5 separate regions of the Zea mays genome follow, and all the other regions are linked to region 1. A link is a contact called in public Hi-C data. All regions are on one chromosome and are shown on one strand. Each heading gives the region's core, a stretch centred on a gene start, on an enhancer-like site or on the middle of the called end of the contact. The rest is flanking DNA. Distances are from core to core; before and after follow the strand shown.

Region 1 (2,733 bases), core at 149-2,648:
CCCGCTCTAGCGTGCGCTGTCGCGACCATAGTCAGGGTGACACCCTGATCGCCATTGCAGTCCCCACACTAGTGCAAGAACACTCAGCCATCTCGCAACATTTTGACGGCAAGTGCAGGAACATCGATCCTGCTCCCCCTACTTGTGCTCCCTCGTCTTTGGTTCTGGGTGTCTGTATGTCTACGAATGACAAGTCCGAATTCTAAGCCTTTTCATTTGGTCTCCTAGAATGCAGGGCCGGTCCTTAGAGGGGGCTGGGTGGGCGAGCACCCAGGCCCCAAAGTCAAGAGGCCCAAGTATGTATATATTTATAGCATATGGATAGGTTCTAGCCCATCAGGTTATAGCCTTGGGCCCATTAGTTAGACGCTAGGTCCTGCAGAACTGAAGCATCCATCATCTAGAGCGCCTCACGTGAATTTGGATCTCTAGCCAAGTAGCCGCTGTGGCCCACATCTTCAGTCGTCGTTGTAGTCATCGCTCTTCTCTAAAGTCTGCATAGTATATTTATATCTTCGGTCTGTAACCTAGTTATTTTGATGGCAACAAGCTAGGTAAGCCTGTGTTCGTCTTCGCGTTGGATTTTCATTCTAATTTTGTTTAATACAATCGTGGATATGCTAGTCATTACTCTATCCATCTCATAAAACAAGGCGCACATGTTTTTAGAAAAGTCAACATTTTAAAACTTTAAAATGCAATTCAACAAAAACATATAGTTTTAGTGTATGCATGTTATATACTTGAATTTATATTCAAAAAATAATATAAAGCTAAATTTGTATTTTTTGATATTATATTTTGAAAGAAATTAATGGTCAAAGTTTCACTTTAAAGACTTTGTCAAAAAATATACACCATATTTTATAGGATGGAGAGAGTATTTTAGAGATGACCAAAGAGGGTGATCAAGTGGAAGGGTTGTAACTCACCTATTAGACGGTGGATTGTCGATCCTTCAATATGCAGATGATTCTGTTATTTTTTAGACCATGATATTGAGCAAGGAAAAAATTTCAAGTTAAATTTGAGCTTTTTGAACAATTATTAGGTGTAAAGATCAACTTTAACAAAAATGAAATTTTGTGCTTTGGACAAGAAAAAAAGTTAGAATAGTATCATTCGACCTTTTTGGGTGTAAGTCAGGTGTATACCCTTTCTGTTACCTAGGTCTGCCATTGCTTTAAAAAAAGTTGACAAATAAGGATTGGAGGTTTTTAGAAGAAAGTAGTTGGAAATGCTCTTCATTAGCTGCAACCCAAAGTTTTGCACTTTTTCGCCCGTTCGCATTGAATCATTTCCCACATATAAAAAACAAGTAAGCTTGGACACCAGTGTAATAATACTAATGGGCGCCCAGATCTTAATAAAAAAATTCTTATCCTCCTCCGATTTTATGCGTTATTTTGTTTGCCAACCCACAGAAAAAGGCGGCAGTTCATCCGCTGCTGTTCCTAGTTCTCTCCACCCAGAAGTCGACCTCGTTGTTTCCTCCCTCCTGTCCCAAATCTCACCTCCTTCCAGTTCCAGCTACCGCTGCTCGCGTTGACTCGCCTCTTCCTCCATTCAGTGACTCCTTGGATCGGCTCAGGGACACGCACCAGCGTATTGTGTCGGCGCCGAATCTTGCGCGCATTTCGCGCTATTGTTGCCCCGGAGGAGTGGTTTGGATCCAAGAAAGTGATCGGCCTTCTTGGTTGGATCTCCTCCCGCAATGGCGGCGCTCCTGGAGCTGTTCCTGGGCTCCTCTCCCACGCCGGTGGACTGGGAGGCAGAGGTCTACCCGGCGTACGGGGACTTCGCCGTACTCCCCTTACTCGTCGCCTTCTTCCCCGCCGTCCGGTTCCTCCTCGACCGACTCGTCTTCGAGGTAATCAGCTGCTTTCTTGCATCTCAGAGGTTCTTGTATCCGAAATGCCCATGCTAGGTTGCGTCATTCGGGGATTGTGGTTTGTGCGGATTAGCAGCATTCATTTGGATTAACTTGGTTTGGTACACTCCTGAAACTGTTCATGGATCAGTTAGATGAACCAGATCATAAAAGAATTTGCCTTTTGCATTCATCTCTGCAATTGTGCAAGTCTTACATGCCACCGCTATACCAAATTTTTGGTGGATCAATTAAGTAGTAGAAACTGAAAAGTACTGCATGGTCTACCTTTTGTTATTAGATTTGTGCTGGAGTGGGTTTGGGAAAGGTATGCTCACAATGTGTTAGATTTTGTTTTCAAGTAGCACTGGCCTCCTTTAGTGCATCAACGATGCCTTCCTTTCGATATGTTTCGCCTGCCTTGGGATGTTAGGAGTCCCGTTTTTAGATGCCATTTGCATCTTCTTTTGCATAAGGTGACATATTTAAGCATTTTCTGCTGTAAAGTGTGTATTCCTTAGGATGTAGAATCTAGACATCATGTGTTGTACTTTTATGGAAACTTCCTGCTTACTGGTTATTACTGACCAAATGTGGGGTGAGTTAAAAATCTGCCTTCCAAGTGGTTGTGGATCATAATACTTTCTCATAATATTTACAGGTTTTAGCACGAAAATTTATATTTGGAAAGGGACATGATAAGCTTTCTGAAACAGATGACAGTAGAAAGAAAATCAATAAATTTAAGGAATCAGCATGGAAGTTTGTTTTTTTTCTTTCTGGCGAACTGCTTTCACTATCTGTAACATACAATGAGCCATGGTTTAAGAACACAAGATACTTTTGGATAGGCCCTGGTGACC
Region 2 (2,733 bases), core at 79-2,578, 230 kb before region 1:
CGTGCAAGTCCAATGCACGGAGGGTGTCCGCCTTATCTCATGGGGTCAAAAAAATCAGATTCGGAATAATAAGATAAGCCGAGATGTAAAAGGCTTGTCTTCTAGGTGTCTGGTTTTGGGTCAAGTAGACTCGGTCTTTGAGACCCCATCATGTTGCAGCTCGAGGACAAGCTGCTTGTCCAGGAGGGATGTAGTGTCAGGGCCTAAGGAGGCCCACGGAGGGGCTGCAACAGCAGCAATCATGAGCCCTCTAAGGGGGATAAGATAAGGATAGTTAGAGATAAGATTAGAAGATTAGTTAAGATTATTTAGGAGATTAGTTGAGATTATCTAGGAAGGCAATCATGGGCCCTCTAACGACCATAACAGCATTCATCAAATCAAACTACAAGTAAAACGTCAAAGGTATGGTTCCCATGTATGGTGTAATTTCAAAATGGTGTAGCAGGAGGCAGGAGACATCAACAAAGCTACATGCAACAATACAACAAGTATGACATCTACAACAAGGAATGTGAAACATTATGAGCATCAGATCCTAGAGCCCTACTACAAGCAAAACCAGCAGCCACAGCATGATGATAACGGAACCCAGCCATCAAACACTGGTTTTGTCGTTGAACACATCACTTAATGACATTACTAGCAGATCTCAGGCTAGCATATAATTGCAGTTGGCACACCACAACGATATTGCGCCCAGAGTAGCACATCCAGCAAAATGTCCCAGATAGCAACTTGTGAATCAAATGCGCAAGGTACATACACACACTAGAGTTACTCATATCAACTTCCACGCTGACTCAACTGACTTCCATGAAACAAAAAAAACACGTCCCTCCCGGAATCCTCCCCACTCAGCTCCATGGGACGCTCCAACGGAGACGAATCTCAAATCCCGACTCCAAACCATCCAAACGGCCAAACCTACCAACCTAATTACCAAAACAACACTTGCAGCAACCGATGATGTCACCGCCGTAGGATGCGGCCAGCTGCGGCGTTAGCGCGAACACCTGTCGCGCACACACAGTCGCACAACAGCAGCACGCGCGCCAAAACCGAGAGGAGAGGAGAGAAGAAGCGTACCGGGGTCGCCGCAACGGAGGCAGCTCGGCGGTAGCGCGCAAGCAGCGGAGCAGCGAAGCCTTGAGGACGCGCGGTGTCAACATGGCCGCGGTGCGAGGCGGTGGGATGTACCGGACTACTCGACTAGTATCGGAGAGTCGGGGACATGAGGAAGGCGAAGGACCGAAGCAGGGAGTGAGAAGGGGAAAAAATAATGCGGCGAAATGAAAATTCTATGGGCGGTCTTACCTCGGGTCCAAGAAAGGAAGCCTCGTCGTCTTGTAACCCAAGAAAAGAAGCCGGAGACTACTGCAAAAGTTAGCTCATCTGCTAAATCGGTTAGCTCATCTGCAAAATCGGACATAAGAGCAACTACAGTAGTTATATATAATTTTACTACCTAAATCCTAGATTTAGCCAGTCCTCAAATAATATAGAAAATAAAAAAACTCATCTCTTCCGACAGTCCTCTATATATTACTTTCTAAATATATTAAAATTTAGCATATCACCGGTTTAAGTGGGACCATCAACAATGACAGATTGTATTGAACTATGTTAATATATCTTTACTTCCGACATGTGCACGTGCGGCTTCACATTGATAATTGTTTAATCTCTAGCTGACTATCTGCCATGTTGTACATCACCGACGTTCGATACATGAACTATGTTAATATATCTTTACTATAAAGTGGAAAAGGCACCAAAATACAAAAATTACCGCCAGACTTTTGTGTAGAGAGTTGGTAAATGGTTGCTAAATATAGGGAAAGAATGAGGTTAGATGAGAAATAGCTAAATTTAGTAAATTCATTTAGAGAGTTGTTAGAGAGGAGTTTTTAGTTTAGCTACCTAAATTATTGATTAAGAGAATCTTTTGGAGAACTACTGGAGTTGCTCTAACTCATTACTTTAAAAAACACATAACCTCTCTAGCTATTTTTCTCCCGTGGTTTTTCTCTATTTTTCATTTTGACTGAACCTTTAAAAATTATAGTAAGACTCTTTTTGAGAGGACTTCACTTCAAAAAGTATAGCTTCGGTTTTTCAGCTTTACCATGAAACAGTTTCAACATATTGGTAAGGCGGAATTTAAGAGTGTTTCGATTGCACATAGACTCCCAACTTCTGTAATATAATTAATTTATGCGGGTGGACAAAGAGACATTAATTGTTAGGTCATGTAATCAATGACATGGTGGGTAATTTTTGTATAATTTTATGAGAAGGTATAAAAACAATGTTTTTGAAGCACTCTTTAAGGAACTTCGAAAATTTCATGAAATTGGTCCTTGGTTTCAGTTTTTTTGAAGCTAGAGTTCATGGAGCTAAACCTGTTTGAATAAAATAAATTGAAATAAATTTTAAATTCTTGAATTGAAGCTCTCTCAATCAGAACCTAAATCACATAAAACATAAAATAGAAAACCTAATTTCGTTAAACTCCACGTGAGTAGATTTATATGGTGAACATATGTTATGGTATGTTTTAGTACAACTATTTTGCTATAGCTTTAGATATATAATTTCCCTATAATTTTTATGGTCTAGTTATGGTGATATTTTTATGGTAAGCTAATCATTTCTACAACTATTTCTTCAACGGCTAGACCTTACAGTTTAACAGGTATAACTGACATATCAAGGCTATCTAGCCTTATT
Region 3 (2,733 bases), core at 66-2,565, 210 kb after region 1:
CAAGCCCACGGCTGCGTTGCATATCTTTTAGCTGCTCCTGAGCAAGTGCAACATCCCCTCCTCGACACAAGGCGTCAATCAACGCATTATAGGCAGGCACATCAGGTTGGACCCCTCTCTCAATCATTTCGTCAAACAGCTTTTGGGCCTTCACTGGACTCGCAACAACAGCCCACCCAGAGATCAGGATGGTATAAGTTTTGGCCGAGAGATCAAACTGAAATGGCGACTCCCTAAAGAATGCCTCTGCGTGCTCCACCAGGCCATTATGCGATAACGTGAAGAGCAGCGAGTGGAGATCAGCGACCGTCGGCAGGAAACAGAACCTCTCCATGGAGGAGAAAGCTCGGATGGCATCCTCGGGTAGACCGGCGCGGGCGTACGCGCGGAACAGCAGCGGAAACAGGTCCCGCGAGAGCGCAGACCGCGGGAGATCGGAGAGCAGAGAGCGCAGAAGCGGGAAGAGCCGCGCCCCCGCAAGCGAGCCGGCGAGGATGAGGAGCGAGTCCGGAAGGTGTGTGAACCCCGGCATCGCAGCCGCGAAGAGGAAGAACCGGAGGGAGGGCACGGGAAGGTTACGGCAGCGGCGCAGGACGGCAGCCGCCGCCGCGGGCGTGAGGCGGGGCGCGAATCCGCTGAGCGCGGCGCGGAGGTCGTGCCGCGGCCCGCGGAAGTCGCTGAGCACACGGCAGAGAGCGCCAACGAGCCGCGGGTCGGGGTCGGGGTCGGGGTCCGGGGCCGGATAGGGCCGCGGATCCGGCTGTCCAGCCGGCGAGGCAGAGCAGAGGCCGCGCAGGAATAGGAGAGAACGCGGGCTTCCCGGCGCGGCCGCAGCGAAGAGCCTGGCGGCAGATTGCATCTCGCGCGATGTGGGCGCAGGGGGCTGTGCAGTAGGAGCAGATTCGCGGGTGACGCGAGGATGCACGAATTCAAACAAAAAAAAAACACGGGAGACGAAGCTCAAGAGGGACCGCGAGGCGGCTTACCGGGGAAGCGCGTGTCGTGGAGGAGGAGGGGCTCGCCGGCGGTCGGCGGATTCGGAGGAGGTACGGTGAGCGTGGGTGCGGCTCAGGTGGGTGGTTGTATACGAGTGGAAGGGGAGGACGCAGGAGCGGAGGGCTGAAAAGCGGCCCGGTTCGCGTGGGCTACCAAAAGCGAGCCAGGCAGGGTTTCGAAGGAACAAAGGCTGCTTGGCCCAGGCAAAGCTCTGAGACGTTCGGTTTTTATCGTTTGGAGCTGTGATTAGAGACGGCATTGGCAATGCTATCTCATATCCATACCTGTAAAAAAATAAACTCGTCGGATCACCCATATTCACTAATGACAATAGATTTATCCCCATATTCATACCCATGTGGGTATGGGTCTCCCATCGAGTCACTTGTACTCATAAAGATTAAAACTTTATCAAAATAATACAATATACAAACATCAAGTATATCAATCTAAATATCATTACAAAAGATTGAGCATCATTCAATCATCCATTCAATAATATCATGGATCATTGAATAAAGTAGCAATACTAGGATAGTACCACATAACACATTACATGTTCCATTACATGACCATCAAATAGTTGTTAAACCTTGTATGACATTATCACAAAAAAGTTTGTCAAATAGTCAAAATAAATGGAATATCAAAGCCCAAGTTCACGCTTTTATACTGGGTATTTTATACCCATGGGTTAACATGTATGGGTAAGAGTGGAACGTTCTAATACCCTTTACCCACTGGTGAAGGTTTTTGCCCAATAAGAGACTCATGGGTACAATATCTAGCCCGTATGCATACCTTAATGGAGTCAATACCCATCGGATATCGGATCGCGGGTACCCATTGCCATCTCTAGTTGTGATCCTTCGCCTAGCAGGTGTCGTGGTCGGCACCGTTGATCGGTGGGAAGGGGAAGCAGCTCCACGTTGTCTATCTTACCTCCTATTTCAAATTTCACTCTACAAATATTACTATCTATATTATAAAACAGTGTTTTGCACAACCATATGTACGATTTGCTGAACACAGCCTTAGATGTGGTTAGTAGATCGTGTATACAACAATAAACCAATGTAGCTAACAGTCAAATGCATAGAGATAATACCACAGTAGAGATTCAACATGTGATCTTGTGCTGCTCTACTCTCACCGGGCATAAGAGGCCTAGACCAGTTACCGGGAGTCAAGAGATGACCACAACTAACACTTTCGAGTAAAACGAGTGAGACAAGAGTTTTATAAAGGTTCGAACCGTTGAGGCAAAATACCCTACGTTCTTCTTGGGTAGATTGAATGCGGGGAAGTGACTAAGTGCATATTGATCACCTGTCAAGATTCATTTGTATTGACCAAAGGAGGTTTGAAAGAGTGCACTTTACAGCTTCGGATGTTGATCGATCCAAGAGTGAATACGCTTGGCAATGATAAAATGTTATGTTCCTATGTATGGTGTTGGGGACTTGTTCTCAAATGCTATGAGTTAAGAACAAGGCAACACAAAAAATGTTAATCGGTAAAGTCCTTCGTCCTTCGAAGCATTATTTCCCTTAGGATATAATGATTTTCGGACGAAGGTTATGAAGGGCGTACCTTCATAAACTCAGCATATAGTGACGAAGGATGAATCATAAGGAATATGAAGGATAACATAGACAATTATATATTATTATTAACTTATTTTTGCATTATTATTATGTAGAAACAAGAATAACATTGAATTACAAAAGTACCTTC
Region 4 (2,733 bases), core at 95-2,594, 170 kb before region 1:
TTACACGCGACCATATATGCTGGAGACAGCATAATACTGGCGATGTCAAGCTCCCATGGGAGGATTGACTGGAATTGTGGCTTTCAGTTGAATGATTAGTGTCCCAGTTAGTTGCCGCCTATTCAGATACTACCACCGAAATAAAATTTGTTGTTTCCCAGTAAGGGCTTGTTCGGTTATTTTCAATCCATATGGATTGAAGGGGATTGATACGGATTGTGAGGGATTTTGACTTGCTAGGGATTGAAACCCCCTCAATCCATATGGATTGGGGTAGAATCGAACAAGCCCTAACTGTGCAGGTACGTAGTAATGAAATTCGGTAACGCGAAACATTTTTGTTCCCAGATGAACACACACGTTGTCCGTGTTTCAGGGCTGTCTCCTGACTAGTCAGGCCTTTCGGAGCTGGTGCAATGCCTTCATGGCCGAGATGGCCGCGGCGGGGTCGAGGCTCTTGGGGCACGTCGCCGTGCAGCTCTTGATCATCCTGCACCTGTACATCTTGTCCCAGCCTTCCGACAGCGACTGCACCCGCTGCTCGCCGTAGTGGTCCCGGCTGTCGGAGACCCAGCGGTAGGCGTGCAGCAGCGCGGCGGGGCCCAGGAACGCCTCCGAGTTCCACCAGTAGGACGGGCACGCCGTGCTGCAGCACGCGCACAGGATGCACTCGTACAGCCCGTCCAGCCTCTTCCGCTGCGCCGGCGACTGCGGGTGCTCGCGGTCCTTGGGCGGCGGGCCCCTGGTCTTGAGCCACGGCTCGACGGACTTGTACTGCTGGTAGAAGGCGGTGAGGTCCACGACCAGGTCCTTGACCACGTACATGTGCGGCAGCGGCGTGACCATGCTCGGCCGCGACGCGTCCGCGTCCACGGGCTTGAGGCACGCCACCGTGTTCACGCCGTCGACGCTCATCGCGCACGACCCGCAGATGCCCTCCCGGCACGACCGCCGGAACGCCAGCGTCGGGTCCTGCTCCGCCTTGATCTTCTGCAGCACGTCCAGCACCATGGGCCCGCAGCTGGCCAGGTCCACCAGGTAGGACTGCAGGAACGGCCGCCCCGCCGGCGAGTCCGGGTTCCACCGGTACACCTGGAACTCCTTCACCGTGGTCGGCGGCCTGCCGCCGCGCCCGCGCTCCTCCTCCGCCGCCGACAGCCGCGCCTGCCCCTCGGCGGCCTCGCGGGCGTTGGCGCGCGCGGCCGGGTGTCCACGCAGCGACGGGAAGTGCGTGTCTCCCTTGCCGCCGGCCTGCCGAGCCGCGCCTGCCACGCCATCCTTCGCCGAGCGCAACGCCGGCAGCGTCCTCCGCAGCATCCTGCTCGCTTGCAGAGAGCCTGAGAGAGTGGCTGGCGAGTGGCGAGGAAGGAAGTGAGTTATAAGGATGCGCCCCGCGACGGCACGTGCCAGCTCTGTCGACACGTCTGCCGCGGCACGCCGGGATGGCGCGACGGGTGGAGCGATGCGAGGCAGCAGTCGGCTCGGCCCATAGCGTTTTTTTTTTGTTTTTTGCGATTTTTGTTTTTGGAACTGAAAACAGGCAACAATCATGGGCTGTCGTGGGCCGTTTCATGGAGCTGAGAAACAATCGACTCAAGTTACTAGCTGAAAGCGGCAGCAGGTTTCGATCTCCTATCCTATCCGACGTGAAAAAGGAACCGGCCGGGGAAAGCCAGACAGATCCCACGCCGGCTCCCCTCCGAGGAAGGGCAGAGGAAAGGGGGGCGCTCCCCCTCCCCGGCGACCATTGACCACCGTTGCTATCGGCACAGGTCGTGCTGTTCTAGAAGGAATTTTCACGCGTCCGCGCCGGGTTGGCGCTGAACTTGAGATGACAGGGACGCGGAGGAAAGCGCGAGCCGCGTATTGTATTGTGTATTCGGTATTCCATCATGTAAAACTTTGACGAGACGAGCCCCGCGTGTCTCGTCAGCATCTCGCGCACCGACGTCAGCAGGAGTAAACTTCAGAGCCGCACGCCTGATTAGTTAGCCGTGGCCGCGCCGGCGTAGGCTTGGATTTGCTGCGACTATTTAACCACTGACTAACAGAGCTGCACATGTACTGCTGCTGGACCAGTGGTTTCACCGCGTGTGCCAGGAACCTTCGTTGTTTTATTGCAAATGCTGGCGGCGACGTGAAGCTGAGGCCATCGTCGTCGTTCACCGGCTTCTAGTAGTAAAACCTGCTCGTCAGTTGAGTCTAATATGCATGCAGAAGCGTAGCCACTGAGCCCAGTTGTTCTTCTAGCTACTGCTCTAGTGGCATCTCATCTCGAGTTCAGACTTCATAGGGAGTAGGTATCCTCCGGCCAACCAGTTTGATATGGGAACCGTACAAGTGCAACCTGCTATGCATATACATGGTCCATATAATGACATAAATATAATATATGGTAGTTGCCATGCATGCGCCCATGTGATATGCAATATGTACAGAGCTGACGTACGGTTGATCATTCTACGCATGGAGACTGTGTTATTTTTTTTGACATATCCGGGTACGTATCCCGAAAGTTCTACCTTCAACTTTTTCACTGTGAAATCAGCGTCGTCTGGCGTGTCAAAATTATCTGTGGTAAGTGGCTTTGTTAGATGAAGGAAATAAACCTAGCTAGGCAGAGTTGTTATATATGTTGGTGTTTTTTTATTTATTTATCTCATATTCAGTAGACGGATGTTTGCATATACATAGTGTCTTGTTTTGCAGTTAAAAAGTAAAAAAGAATTAGAT
Region 5 (2,733 bases), core at 120-2,619, 140 kb before region 1:
AGAAGCTAGCACATGCAACTTGCAAGAAGCGGAAGACTAGTAGCCTACCACGCCGCACGGGCCCTTGACCCTGGTCAAGCTCGGCATGATGGCCATGGCCCTGCCGCCGCAGATGAACGCGGCAGTAGAGATGGACCTGATCGCCGATTCTCCATTAGGAGATGAGGATGAAAAACAAACTTAGGGGTGTTTGGTTTGTAGGGACTAATTTTTAGTCTCTACATTTTATTCCACTTTAGTTATAAAATTATCAAATATAGAAACTAAAACTCTATTTTAGTTTCTATATTTGTCAATTTATATACTAAAATGGAATAAAATGAAGGGACTAAACATTAGTCCCTAGAAACCAAACACCCCCTTACTCAGCGGGAATATAAATAGGAAAAAATTATTCTCGGATGGGTAAACGGGGATAGGAACGAGGAACTGTTCCTCGTCCCTGTTCTCATGGGGACCCGTTAAACTTTACGTGACTATATTTTTGTGTACCAATTAACAATAATAAATAAATAAATATCTTATCAAGAGGTCACTAATTATATAAATGTGTTTATTTTGATGTTACATAATGATTTCTTAACATCTGACAATGAGTATTAATTATAATTTAAACGGTGATGGAGATCTCTGTTGAGGATTTATCCCTGCGGGGAACAGGGATGGGAAAGAAATATTCCCCCACAAACGTTCGTGTGGATTCCTGTGGGGAAATTTTTTTCGTCGCCATCCCTAGGCTGCAGATGTAGCAATCGTACGCGGCGTATAGGATTCTTAAAAATCAGCCTGTAAATCGTGTAAAATAGAAGAAGACTTGCACTGTAGAGGATATTTTTATAGAATGAAGTTTGAATAAGAATCTGTTCCTATGAAGAGATACTGAGATTCTAGACACAAAATTTAATGCAAAATACAAGAAGAGCTGTCTGATTAACATTGAAGATTCTACAATAGGATTTTTTTTTAAAAAAAATGAGTCGCTAACCAAACATACCCTGTGCATGCTTGGCCTGTTGACTGGGGTGGCGGTATCGGTGCTCCGTGCTCGCCAGGCAGAAGCGGAACCGGTAATCATCGCACCGGTACCCGTCCGTCTGATGGACGTGCCACCCGTCACCCATCGATTAGAGTGGTGAGCCTGTCAATCAGGCCATGCCCGGTGATCGTTGGAGGACACTGGAAACTATTGTACAAAATACAAATGCTAGTATTCGATTTTGATTTATGTCTTAAAAAAAGGTGTAAGAGGGTCGAACAGTCCGAACGAAGCGTTTGGAACTTGCACATCTGGGGCACCACCGCACCAGATGCGAGCACCGAGCCCTCGGCCTGCGGTTCCCGATGACACCCAATCACGCGAGCCCATCCATATTGCGTCCATCATCATCAGGCGGCACCGCTCCTTTCGCCCGGCAAAAGCCCAACGCACGGACGTGACCCTGAAAGACGTTTTGTCTAGGAAAGGAGCGCGCACACACACACGCACGAAGCTGACATCATAAGGAGAGGGCAGAAAAGCAACTGCCTGAAAGGCCCTTGAAAGCCAAGAGGGGGGCCGGGATCGAGATCATCCTAGGAAATGTAAACAATTTCGGTTGTTTCCACCATGTTATCTGTAGGAAGTGTGTACGTTGTCCTTTTCTACTATAATACTACATCGACGAATATTTATCGCTCGCTAGTTTATTTTTAAACTAAACCATGAAAAAAAAGAACATACGCCAATCCATTTTCCATAGCTTGTTAGAATTAGCATGGAAGGGGCACGCCATCTTTTTTTTTTAATAAAGGAAGCTTATATTGAAAATACCAAGTCATTACATCAAGAGGATACAAATCCTTGGTACAGACATCTTAGCGAGGATTTTATGCCATCGGTATAAACATGTTCTATTATTATGAGACTCATTTTATCCCATGAAAATTTCATTTTATCTCTTTTCAATATTAGCTCTCATGTATTATCTATGCAGTTCCGATAAAACCTCTATTAAATTTGGTCTCACAGCTACCCAAATTGTCAGCTCTTCCTATTTTATTTATATCATGAGAGATATCGTAGAAAAAAAAATCTCTTGTTAAAAAACGTATCGTTTTGCTCCTTCTAGATTTTCCATTCTACGAGGATTAGGATAGAACGATAGGCCTTCAGCATTTCTAACGCGCATCCTAGTTCCACCACTCAAGCACCGACGTAGAATTATTGTGCCCCCTGCCCCCCCATCGATCTCGCGTACTTCCAAATTTCGCCTCGAATTTTGCATAGTAGGTCGCGTGTGTTCTTTTTTCCCGCTTTATCACTTGTACCATCGGGTGCGGTTTCTTACAAATAAAGAGATGTTACATTATGGCATGTTTGGATGCGTGTGGTGAAATAATTTGCCGGTTAATTTTAGTATCTTAGTCTCCAAATAGAATGGCTAATAAATTAGGTAATTGTTAGCCGAAGAGTTGACAAACAGTTTGCTCATCATGCATTTGACATTGCTAATAGGTGCTAATAGATCGTATGGACAGAAAAGACATATATTAGCCAAGTGTCGACGTTTCGACCCCGGGGGGTCCCTGGACCGACGAGTGAATTGTCGCCGCGTGTCCCAGCCCAGATGGGTCGGCGCGAGACGGAGCACGAAGGGGGAAGAAACAGGCAAAGAGGAAACCCGCGTCCTTCGTGTTGCCCTGCGCCCAGGTCGGGTGCGCTTGCAGTAGGGGGTTACAAGCGTCCGCGTGGGA

The links. A called contact is a pair of places that touch in the nucleus more often than the background predicts.
Region 2: a contact with region 1 is called in a Hi-C map of leaf, with 4 times the contacts expected there. The contact joins the promoter of LOC100282683 here to the promoter of LOC100282996 in region 1. A contact is called at or near these places in 3 of 25 Hi-C or Micro-C datasets (bundle sheath, ear and leaf).
Region 3: a contact with region 1 is called in a Hi-C map of ear, with 2.7 times the contacts expected there. The contact joins the promoter of LOC541966 here to the promoter of LOC100282996 in region 1. A contact is called at or near these places in 3 of 25 Hi-C or Micro-C datasets (ear, leaf and tassel).
Region 4: a contact with region 1 is called in a Hi-C map of ear, with 2.5 times the contacts expected there. The contact joins the promoter of LOC109944584 here to the promoter of LOC100282996 in region 1. A contact is called at or near these places in 5 of 25 Hi-C or Micro-C datasets (bundle sheath, ear, endosperm and 2 more).
Region 5: a Hi-C map of tassel shows a contact between it and region 1, with 2.7 times the contacts expected there. The contact joins the enhancer-like site here to the promoter of LOC100282996 in region 1. A contact is called at or near these places in 3 of 25 Hi-C or Micro-C datasets (ear, endosperm and tassel).

The regions. Positions count from the first base shown.
Region 1 is chr2:182,427,420-182,430,152 of Zm-B73-REFERENCE-NAM-5.0, forward strand. LOC100282996 (ASC1-like protein 1) reads left to right here and starts at 1,399. Exons shown (of 6, transcript NM_001155900.1): 1 at 1,399-1,870; 2 at 2,532-2,733. The coding sequence starts at 1,715.
Region 2 is chr2:182,198,466-182,201,198 of Zm-B73-REFERENCE-NAM-5.0, forward strand. It overlaps LOC100282683 (SCO1 protein), which reads right to left and starts at 1,329. Exons shown (of 8, transcript NM_001155590.2): 1 at 1,090-1,329. The coding sequence starts at 1,172.
Region 3 is chr2:182,639,904-182,642,636 of Zm-B73-REFERENCE-NAM-5.0, forward strand. It overlaps LOC541966 (empty pericarp 2), which reads right to left and starts at 1,316. Exons shown (of 5, transcript NM_001111620.2): 1 at 987-1,316.
Region 4 is chr2:182,260,361-182,263,093 of Zm-B73-REFERENCE-NAM-5.0, forward strand. It overlaps LOC109944584 (succinate dehydrogenase [ubiquinone] iron-sulfur subunit 2, mitochondrial), which reads right to left and starts at 1,345. Exons shown (of 1, transcript XM_020549355.2): 1 at 128-1,345. The coding sequence starts at 1,317. The coding sequence ends at 394.
Region 5 is chr2:182,287,697-182,290,429 of Zm-B73-REFERENCE-NAM-5.0, forward strand. No RefSeq gene overlaps it. Among protein-coding and RNA genes, the nearest start is that of LOC100384601, 24 kb to the left of the region's middle. Within about 2 kb of position 1,370, at least 16 of the 20 cell types and tissues checked have an H3K27ac peak or open chromatin away from gene starts, as enhancers often do. A contact at or near this core is called in ear, endosperm and tassel, where this site is marked.